Linked DNA regions of Arachis hypogaea: region 2 is linked to region 1. A link is a contact called in public Hi-C data. All regions are on one chromosome and are shown on one strand. The core of a region is the stretch at or near the end of the contact, and the rest is flanking DNA. Distances in the headings are between cores, read along the strand shown.

Region 1 (4,393 bases), core at 436-2,935:
ATATATGATGATAAAATTGCTATTCTATTAATCAAATTCCTATTTAAACAATTATTACTTTTTTTTTTTTTTATATCAAATATTAGCATCATTTAATCCCCCCCCCCCCCCCTCTTTTCTTTTTTCTTTCCCCCAGGTTGAAAATTGAAATACACAAACACAGTAAGATCAATATCGGTTAACCAGCAGTAAATGGGTAAAGTTAATTAAGAGTGTAATTCTAACTAATAAGCTTAAGGTGAAGTGAATTAATAAGTACAACTTTTTGATGATATTCTAACTCTCAGTGACTTCTTCCTTCTTTTGTTGTGCCTTTCTTTTTTGGCGTTTGCACAAGCATGTGGAACCATGCAAGCTTTACCATATAACACAGCTTAAAAAAATTACACTCTTGTTTACAATTTTCAAAAACACCTCATCATCATGGTGTAATTAACTTACTCGAAAGGTTAATTAATTAACCTTAAAGAGTAATACCAAGAAGGAAGAAAAAGGAGAACATTTCTCCCAGCATTTTGGAAATTACTATCCTAGATTCCTAGCTTATTAGCTAGCTTCTAAAATAACTCCCTAAGAATCGGTGAGAAGGAAGGTGAAGATGATAATAATAATAATAATCATCATCATTATGTAGAGTTGCACCATGCAAACGCGCATGCATGATTATTATATAATATTAATATTAAGCTGAGATAATTATTATATCAACCTTAGCACTACTATCAAAGAAGGGTCCAGATAAAGGCAAATATGAAAGCAATTAAATTAAACTCATCACAGATACATGTTCCTAAATGCAAGTGGCAACATATAAAAATGTTTCATACAGCTAGCACAACTGACTCCCAACCATTAAGTCTATGTAAATATATCTTTGAAACACAATCAACCGTGTTCATGTTTAATTAATTATTCACTTTAATTAAGAATAGATATTTTCACTCAGTAAAAAAAATGAAAAAGAAGAAAAGGTTGATAAACTGTAAAAAAACTAAGCACACTCAATTCACAAATTAAAGAGAAAAAAAAGAAATTTAAGTAATCATAGATAGTTAATTAATAGTTTTTAATTAATTAATTAATTACCTGGTGCTTGCATATTCATAAAGCTTGCTAGTGCTGGAAAACACAATCAATCCAACTTCAGCATCACAGAGAATGGATAATTCTTTAGCTTTCTTCAGCAATCCATTCCTTCTCTTCGAAAACGTTACTTGCCGACTCGTTGAATTGTCGATCCTTCGAATCGCAATCTTTCCTCGTCCCATCACAATCAATTTTAGGGTTCCTGCCTCCTCAAATTAAACACCTCTTTTGATTTGACCTGCTACATCACGAGTCAACAAATTCATTAACATCGATGAGTTATTCGACTCTCACGGAGCTAATTGGATTAAATCTTCTCAAGATTTTGAAGAAAAAAATAATAATCGAATTACATAATACTCGAATTCGCGAAAAAAAGAAAAGGAAAAGTGAATAAACAGCAATAAAATAGTGAACAGTAGTTGAATAAGAACAAAAGTGACTTACTTGAAAATTATAGGAGTGCAGTAATTATTAGTCGCAATAACAAGAAAACGAAGCAAGGAGCTAAAGAAGAAAGAAGACGACTTTTTTTTTTTCCTTCTTTTTTTGGTGTAAAATGTTCCTCTTAAGAGGAACCATGTGATCCAATTTAATTATGCTTTATATGGAAAGAAAGAAGTAGTTTATTTGGACAGATGTGACACCATTAATCCTCTTATTAGGGGGAAACAAAGTGGTTTTGTGAGGGGATTAGTGGTTTTGAAGGTTTAGGTATTCCTTTCCAAGCCCACTCGCCAATTTTCTCACGCGCCACCAATGTGGCTCAAGAAGCAAAGATAATTGCAAGGGGCACGTGTCGAAAGAATAGAGCGCGTGGGGAACTGTGAAAGGTGGTTAGAGTGTTTCCTAGGACTATAGAAGGGTCCAGGAATCGTGGGGGCCATGTAATGGTGAATAAATGTGTATTTGTGTGACGTATCAGGTGATGCCACGTATGCTATCCAAAACCGAGGGCGCTCTAACTTTTCCTGCTTTTAGGTTTGGCGAAAAGTGTCAAAATGGCACTTCACTCTATTCCCTTTCTATAATTGACAATTCTATCCGTTGAAAGTAACAACACACTATTTTTTCTTGATAGAATTTTGATTTTTTTATTGTCAAATAAATTTTCGACTAATTAAAATATAAAAATATTTTTTATTTTTTAAAATATAAAATATTTAAATTTTTTAAAAAAATTAATTTATATTTATATATTTTGAATAAAAAAATTTAAATATTTTTTATTTTAAAAAGTTAATAACATTTTTGTATTTTTAATTAGTAAAAAATTAAAAATTTATTTATTATTTTTTTTATTTAGAGAGATTGGTCAATTTTTAATTTTAGACGGTATAATATTATAAACACATATTATACACTTACAAATATAATATTTAAAGATTTTTATTTATTATTTTATCTTAACAAAATTTAAAACAAATACAATATATTAAGAGATACTAAAATTATCATTAAACAAAAATTTCAGCTGTGATAAGATACTGCTATTTAAATAAGGTTGGAGATCGAAGAATTGGAATAAGGCCCAAAAACAAAACATGAATTAAAAAAAGGGGTGGGGGACCAAATGGATTATGGATGTTGCATTTCTTATTTCGTCTGCTTTTTCAAAATGGAAATCCATACTCATTTTTGAGTAGTGCTTCTTGTTAAAGTAAGTTGATAGTAGGTAAGTATGACATACTTTAACTACAAAATATTTGGTTTAACCCTTTTTTTTATAAATTATATATGATATATGATGATGAAAATTATTTTTTAAAAAAATAATATGCACTAAACATTTTTTTATATATTTTTATTGTATGCAGTAGATATTGGTATTAGATTACGAGTTGTTGTGACATTGATTATCTATATATATATAGAAAAAGCTTTCCTTGAATTTTAAATTTCTCGGGAAATAGCTGGATAACAAAGCTACATCTTTAATCGATTTAATTATATACCATATGCAGCAATACCATTTTGAGGGTGTCAAAAATATCATGGTTGAAATAATTCATAAGAAACGAATTTGAATCTCATAAAATAAAATTCGATTCTTAGCTTAATGTTGACATAAGAGTTAGTTTGGTTATATATTAGTGTCTTAATAGGTATAATATATCTATTAAGGTAAAAACTCACGTTAAGTTGATAGTTGAGAGCCGTTAGATAATTTGACTAATTTGACTAAATTTTCATCTAACGGCTCTCACTTATTAACTTCATATGAAGTCGACTGCACGTGAATTTTCACCATCTATTAATCTATTTTTTACTTATTAAACATTTATAATATTAATAGATATGTTCAAATAACAAAATGTCTATTTTATGAATATACATAATAAAAAAATATTTTAGACAAAAAATTTATGTATTAATTAAATTTAGTGACAAATCTAAAAAATTTTGACAATAAAGATAAAATATATATAATGTTAACAATAAAATAGTTTTTATAATAATTTAATAACATAATGAAAATAATAAATTATTATTATTATTATTATTTTTTTTTTTAAATTTTAGTGGGAACACTTGGCTCCACCTAATCCTTAAACTTTAGACCTACCCCGTCTCAAGTCTCATTATATATTTTGTTTAAAGAGTTTCGAAACATGTTCACTTTCTGTTAAATACCAATCTCGAGCCTACCTAAACTTTACTTATACGAATATATATGAAGATAAAACATTTTTCGAGTGTTCAAAAAATTAGATTTAGTGAAAGATTGTCAACGAATTTGTAAGAAGTGTAAAAAGATGCCTTTGAAATTAGCTAGAACGTATCATCATATTAAAGGATAATTTTAAAAGAAAGGAAAAAGTTATTAAAATATTATTAGTGTTATTAGTAGTTGAGAATTAAGTTAGTAATAGCTAGTAATTAGGCAAAGGATTAGATGGTCCCAAAACGTTTGGACCATTAAATATTCTCAGAACAAAACATGTTTTTTAAGTTTTTTTAATAACTGCTAAATAGTCATTTTCTAATTTTAATTATAAATTAACCTCATATATTTTATTTAATCATAAAAATTATTTTTTATTTTATAAATTATTATTTTATCATTAATCTATTATGTTTATTAACAATAAAAAACAAAAACAATAACGAATTAGATCTTCCATTGATCGTAATAAACTTTTTGGCTATTCCAATCGATTAAAATATTATATTCGATCCGTGACGTTCGTCCAGGACTGTGAAATCGTGTTTCTTTGAAAATCAATCGATTGGATTATCAAAACAATCGATTGAATTTCAGGTTTCCCATAACTCAATCAATTGGACTACAGGTTGTTATCACAAA
Region 2 (4,700 bases), core at 583-3,082, 150 kb after region 1:
ACCATCAACATGGTACCACCCACCAATTCAACCTTAATCATCCATCAAGCATATATCACAACATGCATTTCTTATATATCACACAATCAAGGCATCAATATTCATAATCACATATATGAACACATCATATATCTCAACAATTCAACAACACCAACAATTCAATGCCTATCTTAGGGCCTCTAGCCTAAGTATTTCCTACCACATTACATATTAGATACGGGAAACCGAAACCATACCTTAGCCGATTTCCCAAGCTCAACCGGAGCACTTCCAAACCACTTTTCCTCAAGCTCTCAAGGTCTCAACACCTCCAAGAACAGATTTTGTCACACAAAACCCTCTTCCAAGCTTTCCAAAATCACCAATCAAGCTCCAATATTCACATATACACAACCTAAGCCACAATCATCATACCCATACACAACATCTCAATGTCCAAACCTCATAGAACAACAAATTACACTAGGATTGAGAATCTTACCACACCCAAGGTCCAAGGAGACAAGATTAACCTTCTCCTTCAAGAGAGTTGGGTCCTATAACATCAAAGAACCCAAAATCTCAACATTTTTGCTCATGAAACTCGAAATCAAGGGCTGGAATTTCGAACAGTAAAACGTAGCTTACCTCAAGATTAATTGTATGGGTTTTGTAGAGCTCTCCGCGGTGAACGCGTGACTGCAAACGGAGCGGCAATCGGAGCTCTAGATCAAAAGTTATGGTGGTTTGAAGATCAAGTGAGAGATAGAACTTGAGAGAGTGTTCTTCCCTTCCTCTCCACCATTTCAGCGTGTTTGAGTGTGTTGTAAGGAGAGAGAGTCCTGAAAACTAGGGTTTTGGTTTAGTTTAGTTGGGCCAAGGGCCCACTTTGGGTCCGGTTGGCCCGGTTTGGCCCGTTTGGTCCAATCTTGGTCCGATTTCTATAAAATTGGTACCGAAATTCTCGTCTCAATCTCCTCTATCACATTTAGCCATAAAAATAACATTTTTGGCTTTCTAGAATAAATTCTCAATGGGTTAATTAGCCGTTAATTAACCGGGTCTTACAGACAGCGGCGTGCTTACCAAACCCCCGCCCCATCCAAGATCAAAGAAGAGGAAGGTTGATTCAACTAATGTGGGTGCAACTCCGGGAGCAACTCCTACAAATCCAGCTCCAAGCACTGTGGAAACTGATGAAGAGGATGGCAAGGATGATCCCAATGAAGGTAACAGAAAACCTTCTAGACCTAGATCTTGGACTTAGGAACACTTTACAAAGGATCCTAAGTCTAAGTCATCACATCCTAGGGCTAAATGTAATTGGTGTGGTGCATCATATGCATGTGACTCTCATAGAAATGGTACAACTAATATGCGTTATCATTTGTTGAATCAATGTAAAAAATTTCCTAGGGACTCGGGTGACCCTAGTCAAACAATCCTTACCTTCCAACAAAAAAAAGAGGGTGAATGAGTATTTATTGCCGTTACTTTTGATGCTGATATGTGTAGAAAAGCCCTTGCTAGGATAATAATTGTTGATGAGCTACCATTCAAGTTTGTTGAGGGGGAGGGATTCAGATTCTATATGAGTATTGTGCAACCTAGATTTTCACTTCCGGGAAGGATTACTGTTGCTAAGGATTGTTGGAATCTTTATATTAGTGAGAAGAATAGGTTGAAAACTGTGTTCAAACAACCAAATCAATCTGTTTGTTTAACTTCTGATTGTTGGACTTCTGTGCAAAATTGAGAGATGTCTTTTGGGGTGGGGAATTTCTAGAGTGTTCACAATTACTGTTGATAATGCTAGTTCTAATAATACTGCAATATCTTATCTAAGAACTAGAATGGAGGATTGGAATTTACATCCTTTGAAAGGAAAGCATTTGCATGATAGGTGTTGTGCACATATTCTTAATCTTGTTGTTAATGATGGATTGAAAGAGATGCATGAATCTATTAGCAAGATAAGAAATGCTATTAGATATGTGCGTGCTTCCCCTAGTTGCATGAATAGGTTCAAAAATTTCATTAAGGAAGCTAGGATACAAGACAAGTGTACTGTTCAACTTGATGTTCCCACTAGATGGAACTCTACATACACCATGCTTGAAAGTGGTTTGAAGTTTCAAAAGGCATTCAAGAGGCTAGGGGAGAGAGATACAGAATATGCTCTAATGCAAGGTGGGATTCCGAGGAATATTGATTGGGACAATGCAAAACACTTTATGGAATTCTTGAAAAATTTTCATGATGTTACAAAGAGTGTGTCTGGTAGTTTGCTTGTGACTTCTCAATATTTTCATGAGTTTTGTAAGATCTTGCGAGTATTCAAGGCTTCTTGTGGTAGTCGAGATCCATTACTTGGGAGTATGGCTGAGAGGATGAAGCTTAAGTATGACAAGTATTGGGGTAACATAAAAAATATCAATATGATGATTTTTATTGTTGTGGTTCTTGATTCTAGATACAAGTTGAAGTTTGTGAACTTTATCTTTGAAAAGCTATATGATAAGGATGATGCTGATTTTTTGGGTGCAAAAGTGAAAGAGACCTTCTCCAAGATGTTTGAATGCTATGTGAATGCAAATAATGGGGGTAGATCTTTTACTTCAGCAACAATGGAAGGTGCATCAGATGTGGGAGTACCTGATGGCGACATGGCTGGTGATTTTTTCAAGGAGGTGCATTTTCATGAGATCGTCAACAAGAATGAGGTGGATTTGTATTTGATGGATGGTTTAGAGAAGTCTCATGATCAAAATACTTTTGACATATTGAATTGGTGGAAGGTAAATTCTAGCAAGTATCCTATCTTATCCCAAATAGCTAGAGATATCTTAGCAATGCCGGTCTCGACTGTTGCTTCATAATCCGCTTTTAGCACTGGTGGAAGAGTGCTTAACAACTATAGGAGTTCTTTAACTCCAAAGACAGTTGAGGCATTGATATGCACACAAAATTGGCTTCGTGCTTCTCCAATGACAACTGATTTTGAGGAGCTTATTGAAGAGTTTGAGAAACTTGAATTAGGTATGCAAAAAAGAAATTTATAGTTCTTTTTATGGTTTATGTTTATAATTTATAATCTATATTATGTTTATAATCTATATTGATTTTTTTGTTTTATTTTTGTAGAAATTGCACCAACCGGAGAAGATGATGATGAGTCTGGTGTGGATTCAGATTAAGCATGGTGGCTGTTTGGTTTTTATTTGTTATAAAATGACTGTTTCGGTTTAAAGTGTGTTTATTTTTGTTGTTTTGCTAGACATTTTTAGTTGTCTTTGTTTTATGTTTAATTAAGTTGAATTTATATTTAATTTGGATGTGATATACTCTTGTTATTCTAGTTTATTGAAGGTTTTAAACTTTATTTTATGATAATTTAAATTCTGATCATTTGGTGCAAAAAATCAAAAAAATTGATCGAACCAAACTGTTGTTGGTTCGGTTCAGTTCGATTCGGTTCGGTTGACCAAACAATAGCCAATCGAATGGATAGTATTATTATAAGACCGATTAGGTTGGTTCAGTTAGTTTTCGGTCTAAAACCAAACCAAACCGAACCGATTACACCCTTACAGAGTAATATATTATCATATATGAATTAGACGTGTAAAAAATTTCTTTCACCATATAAATTTTAATCTATATGCATGCATGTATCATTTTATTTTTAGAAATGATTATCTTCGAAAGAATATAGACTAATAGAAACCCTCCACAGCAAAATTGACCACATTAGCTTATTTTGTTTAATAGTGGCTATAAAAATTTGAATTAGATAAATCTCCAACCATTTATAAACTTGGTTTGAATTTAATTTCCAACTTCATTCTTATTTATTGCTTTTTTAATCTAATCAATAATGTAATCAATTGATAACGATAACATTACAAGTATGATTCAAGTCTAATTTTTAAAATGAATTTTTTTCAAACGAGTCATTCTAACTTTATGCGAAATTTCAAATTATTTCTTTTCTTTATTCATACGTTATTGGAAATGGCTCAAAAATAATATGTGCGAACTTGATAAGAATTTTTATCAAAGAATAGAGAATTAGATAAAAAAATTAGAGAGAATCGAAAAGAAATCTCTAAGATTAAGACTAAAAAAGAAAGTAGAGTTCCTATTACATTATATTCTTATTTATAGTATAATTATTTAATTAGATTATAGGCTCAATATTAATCTTATCAAAACTATAAATTCAATTAATTATTTAAAATGCATTATATATTTTGAAATAGAAAACCCGAGAGTTGATCATTCATAAATTAACATGAATAAGAATATCAAAATGTAAACTTTTTTTCTTAGTAAATTAATTTTAAAGTAATAATTTAAAATGTTGAATTTAAAGAAAAAAAAACTATGATTTTACTAAAGAAATGAGAAGAGAATAGCGTACTAGATCGAAACACAAATCCCTCCAGCAACGCCGCCTCTGACAGTTTTGACTTTTGAAACTGCGAGTGACGCTAATCTTAATAGCGTAAATTTTAGAAATTTTTTACTAGGCAACCATGGAAAGAATCTTAGAAATTTTTACTTACGCCATTAAATTTCTGAAAGCAATTTAAAAATTTGATATACTATGTAGACCCTAAAAGTGTTATATAAAATAGAGAAAAATATCGTTTTTGTCTTTAAAGTTCCTAATATTTTAAAATTGACTCAATATTATTCTGCGATTAGAAATCTGTTAA

Evidence for each region. A called contact is a pair of places that touch in the nucleus more often than the background predicts.
Region 2: a contact with region 1 is called in a Hi-C map of leaf, with 2.2 times the contacts expected there. The contact joins the promoter of LOC112785356 here to the promoter of LOC112782703 in region 1. A contact is called at or near these places in 2 of 8 Hi-C or Micro-C datasets (leaf and an unstated tissue).

The regions. Positions count from the first base shown.
Region 1 is chr20:7,353,277-7,357,669 of arahy.Tifrunner.gnm2.J5K5, forward strand. LOC112782703 (MADS-box transcription factor 23) reads right to left here and starts at 1,686. Exons shown (of 9, transcript XM_072231593.1): 1 at 1,534-1,686; 2 at 1,087-1,324. The coding sequence starts at 1,268.
Region 2 is chr20:7,503,150-7,507,849 of arahy.Tifrunner.gnm2.J5K5, forward strand. It overlaps LOC112785356 (zinc finger BED domain-containing protein RICESLEEPER 1-like), which reads left to right and starts at 1,833. Exons shown (of 1, transcript XM_025828826.1): 1 at 1,833-2,858. The coding sequence starts at 1,833. The coding sequence ends at 2,858. It overlaps LOC112784440 (a long non-coding RNA gene), which reads left to right and starts at 2,868. Exons shown (of 2, transcript XR_003193900.3): 1 at 2,868-3,018; 2 at 3,124-3,372.